Linked DNA regions of Danio rerio: region 2 is linked to region 1. Evidence: chromatin contacts called from public HiChIP or PLAC-seq data. All regions are on one chromosome and are shown on one strand. Each heading gives the region's core, a stretch centred on a gene start, on an enhancer-like site or on the middle of the called end of the contact. The rest is flanking DNA. Distances are from core to core; before and after follow the strand shown.

The links. HiChIP or PLAC-seq counts read pairs in DNA pulled down with a chosen protein or histone mark.
Region 2: an H3K4me3 HiChIP or PLAC-seq map of embryo shows a contact between it and region 1, with 3 times the contacts expected there. The contact joins the promoter of trim25l here to the promoter of unc50 in region 1. A contact is called at or near these places in 2 of 18 Hi-C or Micro-C datasets (caudal fin and embryo) and 1 of 4 datasets of contacts at active chromatin or transcription factors (embryo).

What each region holds. Positions count from the first base shown.
Region 1 is chr6:4,710,135-4,716,866 of GRCz12tu, reverse strand. unc50 (unc-50 homolog (C. elegans)) reads left to right here and starts at 3,535. Exons shown (of 6, transcript NM_200247.1): 1 at 3,535-3,675. It overlaps LOC110439848, which reads left to right. Exons shown (of 10, transcript XM_073954867.1): 10 at 1-951.
Region 2 is chr6:4,869,629-4,876,758 of GRCz12tu, reverse strand. It overlaps trim25l (tripartite motif containing 25, like), which reads right to left and starts at 5,601. Exons shown (of 21, transcript XR_012407540.1): 1 at 4,926-5,601; 2 at 2,143-2,238; 3 at 682-915.

The sequences.
Region 1 (6,732 bases), core at 2,286-4,785:
TCAGAAACAAAGTCCAGAAACTACCAGAAAAACAATCTGGCATTTTTCAGGACTTTAAGGATGAGGAAGCTCTCAGAACTAGCGATATAAGAAATGAGCTAGGAGGAGTAGGGGGTGGTGGAGGGTCTTTTTCTTTCTCAGTTTGTGTTGTGGATGGAAGTGTACATTACTAACACTGACCCTTAAAGTAATTGTAGATTTCTAATGATTTTTGGACAGTCCTAGGCTGAAATGAGCATGCTTTTTTTTTTAATGGGCGAAAACATCCCCTAAAAACACAAACAAAAATATTTTTAGGTGAAATCGGAGAGCTCCCTCATCCTCCATAGACAGCAACAGCCCCAAGTTGCTCAGAAACAAAGTCCAGAAACTACCAGGAAAAAAATCTGGTATTTTTCTGGACTGCGAGGGTGAGGGAGCTCTCAGAATTACCGATATTAGAAATGAGTTAGGAGGAGTAGGGGGTGGTGGAGGGCCTTTTAATTACAATACATTTGCAGTTTTGGATGAACTGCCTATTTAAGCGATAGAATTAGTGGATTTCAGCATGGTAATAAGGTGCTGTGTGCTTGCTCATTAAATTAAATAATATAAATTTTATAAAAAGTTACTGGAAAGTTAAGAAAACCAAATCCTGTTTCATCATTAGAACATGGAGGAGCTAACTTAAAAATGATGTACGGGTTTTGCTTCTCTTATAAATCTGACTTAATGCATTGCGACCCAGGCTGAAGTACTGGGGAATTCAGAATGCCGGTGTTCAACTCTTTCAGGGTGGATTTATTTAATCATCATCCTTATAACCTCTGGAGAAACAACACATCCTCTTCAAATGATGTTTCCATCAATATCTTGGAGTATCAGCATTAAAGAGTTTCTTCTGTTTAAAAGTTTTTCTGAATAAATTGAAGGGATGATACAACATTCTTGCCTAAAAAGCCTGAAAAGTACGTTTTGTTGCAATACTTTTCAAACTGTAGAGTGTCCTCTGCTTGTTGCTGTATGTGGACGGAGTAATACACAAGGGTGAATGGTGAAGAGGCGGTACCAGTGCTGTTACTGGTAGTATATGGCACGGCTATCAGCCAATCAGATTCAAGAGCCAGACAGGACTGTTGTGTGTGTGTGTGTGTATATATATATATATATATATAAAAGTATGTATAGGTTTAATTGTGAAATATAAAAAGGTAAATAAAAGGTAAATTATTTTGTACACTGTTTTGAACAAAATTAAAATAAAATAAACACTTGGAATTAAAATACTACACTGTGTGACCTTTTAAAACAAAATAAAGAAATCTGTAAACGGTGATTAAAAATACTTTGTAGTCCTAAATGTAATCAATCAAGGAAAATTAATCATTAATAAATAACTCAATACAACTCAAAATACAGGGTAGAATTCAATATTTACACATTATACTCAATAAATCGTTATACTGTTCAAGTGAATTGCTTCAGTATTCGAATGAATTGTTACGCTGTTCAAAAAATCGTTACACTGTTCAAAGGATCGTTACACTGTTCAAATGAATATATTTGCTGTTCAAATGAATCATCTCATTGTTCAAATGAATATATTTGCGGTTCTAATGAATATATTTGCTGTTCAAATGAATCATCTCACTGTTCAAATGAATATATTTGCTGTTCAAATGAATCATTTCGCTGTTCAAAATAATATATTTGCTGTTCAAATGAATCATCTCACTGTTCAAAAGAATATGTTTGATGTTCAAATGTATCATTTCGCTGTTCAAATGATTCGTTTCACCACTTTAAAAATTACCACTTTAAATTTTGAAATTTACCCTACCTTCAAATTACCCTAAAACTCTGTTTGAGACTGAAGTGTCCAAACACACATAACTTATATTCGCCTGTTTTGCCAGCTTATCTTAAATAATTAACTCCCGATCCTCGATATATGTGTATATATCTCTGACTCGGATGGCCAGTCCTCATCTGCACATTGGTCCCACAGTGGCATTGGGCATTCGTTTCAAAGGAGCGCTATAGGCAACATCTAATGTAAATATCTACATGTATGCATGAAAGAAAGGAAGGTAGAAAGATATAAATCTATTAAGATTTTGGTTAACGCAGATAGTTTTCCCCCAAAAAATGTCACTGATGTTAAACATTATTATTATTATTATTATTATATGTAAATATTACACAAAGGTAAATGGAATAACAGTAAACCCTTGATTAATTGCTTTGTAAAACATTTAGAGTCAAAAATAGTACCCAGAGAAAAGGCTACAGAGGAACTATGCAAAACAATGGCTGAATCTCTTTCCTTTTAAATTGTATTTATTTATTTATTTATTCATTTATTTATTTATTTATGTATTTTGTGTGTAGCCCCCCTAAACGTTTTTTCTATTTAATGTTACACATTAAAATGTGTATTCAGTGTATAATGTAAATGTGATCGGAAGTGTGTATATATTGTTATATTTTTTATTTTTATTCCCCATTTGAGTTTGTAAATTAATAATGTTAATAAAAAATTAAAAAGAAATAAAAATAAAAAATGTCATTAGCGCCGTCTGTTGTTTCTAAACAAGCATTACAAAAAAGAATGTATGGCAAAAACAATTAAAAATCCCTAATTATTTGTACATTGTAAATTTTATATTGCTATATTTGTATACTTTTTTTATTTACCCATATTTCTTTGCTGTTTTTTGTCATACATAATCATAGACTATTCAACAATTACAAGGCATTACTTTTTCTGAACATTATTTGTTTTAGACTCCTTAATTGTGACTGATCAATCGATATATTGATTAAATTAATAAATAAATTAGATTTTAAAATTGCCATTGAAATAAAAAAGAAAATAACGTGAGAGTAAATAAATGTAGTAGCAAGTAATGTAAGTAGAAACGCTCAATAATGTAGGCTAGATTAATGCAAACGATTACATTTTTAAAAAATCTTTTAATAAGGTTTCACAATAAACTACATAGCCCTAGTCTAATTTGTTTATTATCATTATTATTATTATTATTATTATTATTAATAATAATAATAATAATATTATTATTATTACTATTTGTATTATTATTTATTTTAATAATAATAATTATTATTATTTTATTATTACTATGATTATTATTATTATAATTACTATTGTTATTATTATTTATTTTAATTATTATTATTATTATTATTTTAATTATTATTATTACTATTATTATTATTATTTGGTTTAATTATTGTTGTTATCATTATTAGTATTATTATTATTATTGTTATTATTACATTCTAGTATAGGGGTCCATGCATCACACAAGTATGATCACGTCCTATACATAGCATCTAAAGTTTGAAATTATTAAAAATCCGAATCTTCGTTTAATAAAAGCAAACGAATACCTCTCATTTTTGCATATTTTAATATGTACCCAGCATATTAAGTCTTAAACGACATAAAAAGATATTAAGCTAAATCACACACCATGAAACGCTGTTGTCCACCCAAACACTACATTTCCCAGAAGGCCTCACTGACACAGGAAAAAGCGTCAGAGCATCGCTTGCGCTGCTACGTGTTCGGACAAGGCAGGAAGTTGACATGTCACGATTGCTGCATTGTTTTTTACACCCTCGATAATAAGATATTTACTTTATAAGTTTGCTGATACTGCCGTAGAGCAGGTGAGTGTCATATTTAAACACATTCAGCAGGACCGAGGCAGTAGCTAACTCGTTTAGCAGGTTATTATGTGGGTTTGAGGCCCATGCAACACACACACTGTGATGCTTAGGGGTTTAGCATTTGAGTAACGTTATCACTTTTCATCACTCTACTACTTGCAAGTTTGCTTTTAATCGGTGTTTGTTAATGTTAGAGCTAATGTCGAATTCCTGTCAGTTGTTTTGTAAAGTCAGACTGTCTGTGAAAAGTAAATAAGAATGATCTAGAATCAGCTCTGCATGTTTACATAGGAGTTCATATTAATAGGAAGTACAACTGATCAGTTCACAATGTATTGTTGTGAAGCTGTTTGAATATAGTTTATAGCTTATATTAGATAATAGATGTAGACTAGTTATATATCAGAGACAGAAATGCTGTAGAATTAAGTAACATGTAATCCAGCGTAATCTTTTAGTAATAACCACACTGCTCAATATATGTTATTCAATTTATTCATATTTGGATTCGCAAATTGTCTTTACCTTATATCGGATCTTCAGTTTTTATTATTTATGATGAGCAAATGTGTATGAATAGAAGACCAATGGATTAAAAAGTGAAAAACAGCTTTCATTTTTTCATATTTTGTTTATTGTATATTATTATTTTTTTTTTTTGGTATTGTTTTCACCAAAAATCAATAGCCTAGGGATTGTCCTGTAAATAAAGGTTAAAACCCCTAATAATAATAATAGTAAAAAAATAAAATATATGCAGAGAAATCCACAACATGGGAGCAGTACCAGAACACCCAAAGTTTTCAGTTTATAACAACTGAGATGGTTTTGACACTGTGGAGCAATTCCAACATTATGGATGTGACATTTAAAGTAAAAACTTCACAGAGAAAGTATATGTTAACATTATATTGAAACATCTGTTTATATTTTCAAAAACTACTAACCACAGAGTTATGGATTCAGAAAAATATCATTCTGTAAACACGTTATATTTTAAATGAGGAAAATAAACATGCGTTATGGATGTGACCAAAGAAGAATGCGAGTTTACTGTGTACTACAAACTTTGTAGAAATTCTGTAAATTAAACTGCACAACCCAAAAGAAATGATGCTTATTAAAAGGATAAGAGTTGCTCACTATAGAACAAACATGATTAATTTTATTTTAGTTTTCATTTTTGCATTTATTGAGGAAAAAGCTTTGTTATTATTAAGCCCCAAGTGTAGGGGGAAAAAACATAATAAAAAGCATAATAAACAGAAAAACAAATGTGTTGGGGTGGTGGATTTCCCAAACAAAACAAAAACGTAATGCAAAAGATCCCCTTCGGTCGACAACCAAACTCGAACACTCAGTTGAGAGTATATGAATAGATTTATTATAGAAAAAAGTAGTAAATATAAATGAGCATCTCTTCAGGGTGGCCACAGGCCAAAATAACATAATGTAAATGAACTAAATTACCTTTAAATATTTAAAGAAAAATGCAGCACAAATGAGCTCCCCGAACCCTGCCGGAAGCTCCTTTTTATACAGGCCTCCAAGACCAGCAGCCAATCAGATCACGCCGGTATGGGATAACAGAAAAAACAGCAAGAAGGTGGGACAAAGAAAGAGACATATGCAATACGCAATAAAAATAAATAAATAAACTTTAGTCGTAACAGTTATGGATGTGAGATTTCTCTGTTAGACATTTTTGAGTACTTTATAGTACTGTACAATACAAGCCTACACAAAAAAACAGCACTGTAAAACCCAATAAGTTAAGGTAACTCAAACCATTTGAGGAAACTGATTGCAACAAACCATTTAAGCTCAAAAACTAATCTTAAAGAGTACTGTGAACTTAATCCATTTGAGTAAACGATGCAATTTGAGCACAGTAAAACCCAATAAATGAAGAGAACTCAAACCAACTGAGTACTCTAAAACACAATAGGTTAACCGTTAGAGGAAACCGATTGCAACAAACCATTTGAGTTAAAAAACTAATCTATATGAGTACTGTGACCTTACTCCATTTAAGTTGAAGTAATGAGGTATTTAATTAATTCATTACCTTCAACACTGAGTTCAAAACTCTTTTCAAATGAGCAGAATTACTTTCAGTCACTTTTGAGTTCACCACTCATTTTAGAGCTGCACGATTCTGGCTAAATTGAGAATCGAGATTTTTTGCTTAAATTAAAGATCACGATTTTCTCATGATTCTGTAGAGGTTAATATGAGTCGGCAATTATTGTTTTTTCTCAAACATATGGCAAAACAACAATAATAATATTATGTGTAGGTCTACTGGTTTCTAAAAATATTTAAAAATATAATAAATATATAATAATTAATATTTATAAAATATAAAATATTAATTATATATATATATATATATATATATATATATATATATATATATATATATATATATTGAATATATTAATTTTAATTTATTAAAATATATATTAAACTATATAAATATTAATATATATATAATATATTCTACTTATAAAAATTCTACTTATAATAATTCTATTGTTGAATTCTATTGTGTAGGCCTATGCTTGCAATCTGTCATTGACAACATTATTAGACCATTAATTCACTGGTAAAATCAACATTATATTGGCTAAAGTAGTTATATTGACACTGTAAACATTATTTTCATGCACAGCTCTGTGTTCGCTGTAAAAGAAAAACATATCAAATGCTTGTCGCCATCATAACTCTAAAATGCAATATGATTATTTAAATGATGTGCACGCTTTCGGTTTCATTTTTTACTGCCATAAACTGAATATTATTTACAACTTATTACCTGTTACTTACAGCCTATGCAGGTTCTGTTCACTAAAGTAGACACATGCGCGTCTATCATTAAGTAGGGTTGCCCGCTTGCCCTCTCTGTGATAACAGCTCACGGTCAACAGCTCGAGTCACGTGTGATTTCCCAGCTGCGAAAACAGCATTATATGAAGAGAAAAATTACATTTTAAGGTGAATTATACCTTATAAATTCTATAAAGTCTTTCAACATCATTTAGAGTTGTCCTTGTC
Region 2 (7,130 bases), core at 4,352-6,851, 160 kb before region 1:
ATTCATTTTCTTTTTCGGCTTAGTCCCTTTATAAATCCGGGGTCGCCACAGCGGAATGAACCGCCAACTTATCCAACACGTTTTTACGCAGCGGATGCCCTTCCAGCCGCAACCCATCTCTGGGAAACATCCACACACATTCATTCACACACATTCATACACTACGGACAATTTAGCCTACCCAATTCACCTGTACCGCATGTCTTTGGACAATGGGGGAAACCGGAGCACCCGGAGGAAACCCACGCGAAGGCAGGGAGAACATGCAAACTCCACACAGAAACGCCAGGGCTCGAACCAGCGATCTACTTGCTGTGAGGCGACAGCACTACCTACTGCCCCACTGCGTCGCCCCTATAATTTGTTTGATTATTGAATTTTTTTTTCAAACAACTGAGAATAGATTGCAACCCCTAAATGAAAACCTGAAATATTCAATATTTAAATGAAATGAAATACAGTTCACTTTATTTTATATTTGTACCTTTTATTTACTTTATTAAAATTTATTTAATTTTAGTTAGTTATAATAACCCTGGTCTGAACTTAGTGACACAGACAATAACTTTAAGATTAACTTTTTTTTTGTAAGCCCTCAAAAATGTGTATTTTATATAAAAAAAACTCATGATAAATCAAAATAAAAAAACCCTAATTAATCTAATTTCCACGTCATCTGACCTTTAGAAAGTGTATATTGTCAGGACAGTTGATGATCTCCTTCAGCTCTCCGTCTTTTCTCTTCAGCTGTTTAACTTCGGCCTCCAGTTTGTTGACCACTTCCTGGGCCTCTGTGAGTTTCTCCTGCCCACTGGAGACCATCACATCCAGCAGCAGATCCAGCATCCGCTGCACTGACTCCTGGAGCTCAGAGAGGACAGCATCCGCATCGTCTCGCACCATGTCTGAGGAGCGCTACGCACAAACAAACACACATAAACACTATAAAAATGTACTACTTATGCATTCATTAATTTTCTTTTGGCTTAGTCCCTTTATTCATCAGAGGCTGCCACAGAGGAATGAACCACCAACTTATCAGGCATATGTTTAACACAGCAGATGCCCTTCCAAGCTGCAACCCAGTACTGGAAAAACATCCATACACACTTGTTCACATTCATACACAATGGCCAATTAGTGTAATGAATTCACCAATATTGCATGTGTTTGGACTGTGGGGGAAACCGGAGCCCACGCCAACACAGGGAGAACATGCAAACTCCACAGAGAAATGCCAACTGACCCAGCCAGGACTCAAACCAGCAACCTTCTTGCTGTGAGGCAACTCAGAGACTAACCACTGAGTTACCGTGCCGTCTTATTTTCTACTTATTTTTCAAGATACTTGTATTTAGCTAAAAGTGCAATTTAAAGGCTTAACGAGGTTAATTGGGTTCAAGTTGAGTTAATTAGCCAAGACATAGGACAATAGTTTCTTGTATATAATGTAGGGGCTAATAATATTGACCATTGATCTGTAGTGCATGTGTGTGAATGAGAATGTATGGATGTTTCCCCGTGATGGGTTGCAGCTGCAAGGGCAACCGTTGCGTAAATCATATGCTGGATAAGTTGGCGGTTCATTCCGCTGTGGCGACCCCGGATTAATAAAGGGACTAAGCCGAAAAGAAAATGAATGAATGAATGAAATACAGTAAATGTGGCACGAAAGCTCATTGGTTCGCAATGTTGCCTCACAACAAGAAGGTCGCTGGTTTGAGCCCCGGCTGGGTCAGTTGGCATTTCTGTGTGGAGTTTGCATGTTCTTCCCGCTGTGGTGTGGGTTTCCTAGTCCGAACACATGCGCTACAGGTGAATTGCATGAGCTAAATTGGCCGTATTATATGTGTGTGAATGAGAGTGTATGGGTGTTTCCATGTACTGGGTTGCAGCTGGAGGGCATCTGCTGCGTAAAACAAATGCTGGATAAGTTGGCGGTTCATTCCGCTGTGGCGACCCCGGATGAATAAAGGGACTAAGCTGAAGGAAAATAAATAAACGAAGGAATTAATTAAATATGGTAAAAAAAAAATGTTATGACTTGGGAAATATTTGAAATAGTTTATTATTCATGTTGCCTAATAATTTTCTGTCACTCATTAACAGGTGAGCTGTTTCCTGGGTGTGCTGAATGTTTACCGTGAGCGTGTCTACGACTTTCTTCATGTCTTTCAGCTCTCTCTCTCTGTCCTGGAGCCTCTGATGGTTCTCTGACAGAACTGCGCCCAGCTCTTTCTGACACAACAATGAAGATTAACACAAAGCAAAGTTCAGAATAGAAAGGAATGTGGACTGGAACGAGTGTGAGAGAAACAGTAGATCAGTTCATCATTACTAAACCACAATGACACGTTCAAACAGCCTGTCATGCAAAAGCTTAAAGTGGTGCGAGTCTGTTTTATTTAAACTGTGAAGATTACTCTAAATGACGTCTTGTTTCTACGTAAGATCCTGTTTGAGGTTTAGTGACGTCATGCCAGATAAAGCAAAGCAGCAGTTAAGCATTGAAATGTACACTACAATGATTTTATTACTTATTTAAAAATGTTCTTCTTTATTTTAAAGGTAATGTTGTACTTATTCATAATATTTTATTCATTACTTGTATATTTTTGTGAACGTCGTCTACATATAAGAATAGCTGAAACAGGATTACATTTTTACATGTATTTTTAAGTTGATGTTAGTTATTTTCTTCATGTACTGTGTTATTTTGGGTAGTGTATAATTGCCGTTTTACTTGCAATCTCGTTTCAGAACTTGCAGTTGTTTTTAATGTACGTGTTTATTTACAACTATGAAGTTACGTGTTTATTTATGACTATGACGTAATCACGCATGGAGTGCAGTTTCTTGGGAAATTCATACCGACAACTCACAAGCAATACGATGAGGCATACTTTTATGTTTTTTTAGAAATGTTTTTATTTTTATTTTATTTATTTAAATTTGTAAATTTAGATTTTTAAAAAGTTATAATGCAGCTTTAACGGTGCCAACATTGACATTTTATGTTGCTGTTACTAAGCATCTTCCCCTTACGTTTGTATGTAATCTAAATCCGTACCTTGGCACTAAGGGTCAAACAACAAAAAATAAGTGACTCTGGAGTCAGATCTGAGTTTCAACAGTCATAAAGCAGTGAGTAAATCAGCATACTATCATCTGAAAAACACTGCAAGAGTCAGACGCTTTGTTTCCAGTGAAGACGTAGAGAAACTTGTTCATGCTTTTATCAGCAGCAGGGTGGATTACTGTAATGGACTCCTCACTGGTCTTCCTAAAAAGACCGTCAGACAGTTGCAGCTCATCCAGAACGCTGCGGCCAGGATTCTGACCAGAACCAGAAAATCAGAGCACATCACATCTGTTTTCAGGTGTTTACACTGGCTCCCTGTTACATTCAGAATAGACTTTAAAAGTATTATTACTAGTCTATAAATCACTAAATGGCCTAGGACCTCAATACATTACAGATATGCTCACTGAATACAAACCTAACAGATCACTCAGATCTTTAGGATCATATAAACTAGAAGTTCCAAGAGTTCAGTCAAAGCAGGGTGAATCGGCTTTTAGCCACTATGCCCCTCGCTGCTGGAATCAGCTTCCAGAAATGATCAGATGTGCTCCAACATTAGGCACATTCAAATCAAGACTGAAAACACGTCTGTTTAGCTGTGCCTTTACTGAATGAGCACTGTGCTGCGTCTGACAGATCCCACTATTATGTTTTTCTCTTCTTTTTCATTCTTTTATATCACATTTTACCTGTTTTTATGTTTTGTTTTTTACTCGTTTTTATTATTTGTTTTTTTCTTGTACTTGTTTCTTTTATTCTTGTTTATGTAAAGCACTTTGAATTGCCACTGTGGATGAAATGTGCTATATGAATTAACTTGCCTTGCCTAATAATATGTGTGAAGATGGTTTACTTTATTCAGTTCAACTCAGGTTTATATGTATAGTTATTATATATGAGTCAGCATAACTTTATGGAGCCATATCAGTCTCAAAAATAAAACATTTCAAAAATAAAATTCATACATGCACAGCACGATTCACAACTTGTCAATCTGTAAACACACAATTTGTGAATTCACAGGTAAAAAGCATAAATATGTCCACCAATGAATTAGATTTGTGTAATGAATTGTGTTTTCAGGTTACGAATTTTATTTGTGGGGGCCGTGCGTAGCGCAATGTCGCCTCATCGCAGGGTCAGTTGGCATTTCTGTGTGGAGTCTGCATGTTCTCCTCGTGTTAGCGAGGGTTTCCTCTGTGTGCTCCAGTTTCCCACAAGTCCAAAGACATGCGGATTAGGTGAATTGGGTAAGCTAAATTTTCCTTAGTGTATATGTGTGATTGAGTGTGTATGTTTCCCAGTGATGGGTTGCAGCTGGATGGGCATCCGCTGAGTAAAACATATGCTGGATAAGTTGGCGGGGGACTTCCACTGTGGTGACCCCGGATTGATAGATGGACTAAGCTTAAAAGAAAATGAATGAATTTGTGTATTTATGAACTGTTTTGAGGTTACGAAAAAGATTTGTGCATTTTATAATCTTGTTTTGAATTTATGAATTGGATTTAAGTATTTTTGAAATGTACATATTGGATTTGTGTGTTTATAAATCATGTTTATAATTCACGAATAAGATTTGTGTAATTTGGCATCGTGTTTTAAATGTACAAAAATGGATTTCGTAAATGTTAGTTGTGTTGTGGATGTATGAATTTTATTTTGTAAATGTATTATTTTTGAGACTGATTTCGCTCCATAGCTTTATTAGTTACCAAAAACTTGAACTAATTAACTAGTAACTAAAAGCTTTTAACAATTAAAGTTATAATATATAAACATAGTTAACCTGGAGTTCTACAGTATATAGGTGATGTCTATGTGTGATGTTTTTTCCCACCTGTTTGTCTGACCTCTCGGCCTGTGTGGACACACTTTCGTGGCCCTTGTGCTGGTTGCTGGTGCAGAGCCAGCAGACGAACATCTGGCAGGAGCGGCAGAAGAACTCCTGCAGATACTTGTGCTCGGGGCAGATCTTCTGGCTCAGGTCTCCGGTGGGCGCGATCAGCTCGTGGCTCTTCAGCTTCTCCTGCGTGTTGTGGGGCTTCAGGTGAGTCTCGCAGAACGAGGCCATGCACACCAAACATGTCTTCACGGCTGCTTTGGGCTCCGGGCAGCGGTCACATGGCACGGCTGAACCCGGCAGCTTTTTCCGAGTGGCTTTGTTTGCTTTCTCGGACGCGGAGTTTGCTGCTCGCCGAGCGCTCTTGATGGACTCGCGGCCTGCGGTGCTGAGGGTACCGCGGCGGAGCTGCTCCACAGCTTCGGCCAGCATTGTGTTCCGGCAGAGAGTGGGACGAGGGTTAAAGGTCTGCCGGCATTCAGGACAACTGTAGGAGCCGTTTTTCCTTCCCTCGTTATTCCAATAATCCGCAATGCAGTCCATGCAGTAACTGTGGCCGCAAGGGATGGTCGCGGGGTCGGTTGGAAGATCCAAACAGACCGGACAGTTGAACTGTTCCTCGGTCCAAAGGCGACCACTCATCTTGAGGGTGTAAAGTCAAACGAGATAAAACAAATTAATAAAGTTTTCTCAGTGTAAGTGCTCCAGCTGTGAGTGTCTGTCTCTCCAGTTTGACCGGCTGTGGGTGAGACACTCACTAACCGAACAGGTTTGGGGAGAAAATCAGGCCTCGTGTGCATCCCTTCATGATTTGCGCGACAACATACGCAAGTGACAGAATAAAGTTACAATTTAAAACGCTTATAACATACATAAATTAAATAGTTAAGTTTAACTTACAATTTAAACGTCTTAAAATACGCATGATACATTTTTCTGAGGAAAAACTTGAGAAGCGTTTGCCTGCACGAAAGTTGGCGCCAATTAACTAACTTAGTCGGCTACCTGAGCGTTGTTATGTGGGTTTTATACAGGGTTGCCAGGTCTGCATAACAAAATCGGTTTTTACTTTAATTTTACAAGAACAAGAGGTATTATAAGAAGTAAAGAAAAATCGTGACCTGTCCCATACTCTGAATTTTGCTCACATACAGAGTAACACACACACACACACACACACACACACACACACACACACACACACACACACACACACACACACACACACACACACAAACATTTCCAGATATTAAAAAACAAACATACTGTATTTTCAGTCAGAAACGACGAGTGTTGACAGCAGAGGGCGATGTTAACCAAATAATGACAAGTGGCAAGTTCTCTATTCAAGATTGGCTTTGGTGGGATTGACTCCCCTAATAAACGCTTGATCCACCATAAGGTCATCAAAACAAGAAGGGGTGGGGGTTATTATAGTAAAAAATGGCTTTCTTCAATATTAGCTTTCTATATAATATATATTTAGCTCTAGAACACCGATAGACATCTTAAGTATTCACAAAACAGGTTTCGTTTAAAATAGGTGTTGTTTTTGCATGTAGCCTAAAAAAAAGATTGGACACATAATTTGTATAGTATACAGTGGCACCACGCCTCACTTTGCCTCCTTAACCAGTCACTACTCCCTAAAACTTATTTAAGGCAGACCAGCCGCACTGTTCTTCTCGTTCTCTCAAACCCACCCTCTCTCCCTATATTTTCTTGCTTCCCATTTACAATCCTTATAACCCTCTGATCCCTCCTAGGTTGAATCGGGTGGTCCAACCACTGTAAATATTACAGAGAAGGTTCCCCCACTCTGCGTCTCCAGGCATCCTACGATCAACCTAAATGCCTGTAAACTGTTTATCCTCTTACTTTACCTTTGTCCCACTGTTCCCATGCCATCCCTTTCATCCCTACAATAAAGTCTAGCTCAAAGTATGGCATGGTCCATGCTGGTGAACACTGAATAAATGTTCACCTTCATAATAACAATCAATGTGAGCAAAGCAAAATGCTTTTCTTGCTTAGATTTTTTGTCTTGTTTCTAGTCTAAATATCTAAAATTTCTTATATCAAGAAGCATTTTCAAAACAGGCAAAACATATTGTCTTGTTTTGAGAAACAATATGCCAATATTAAGTGAGTTTTTCCTTAAAACAAGCAAAATAATCTGCCAATGGGGTAAGCAAATTAATC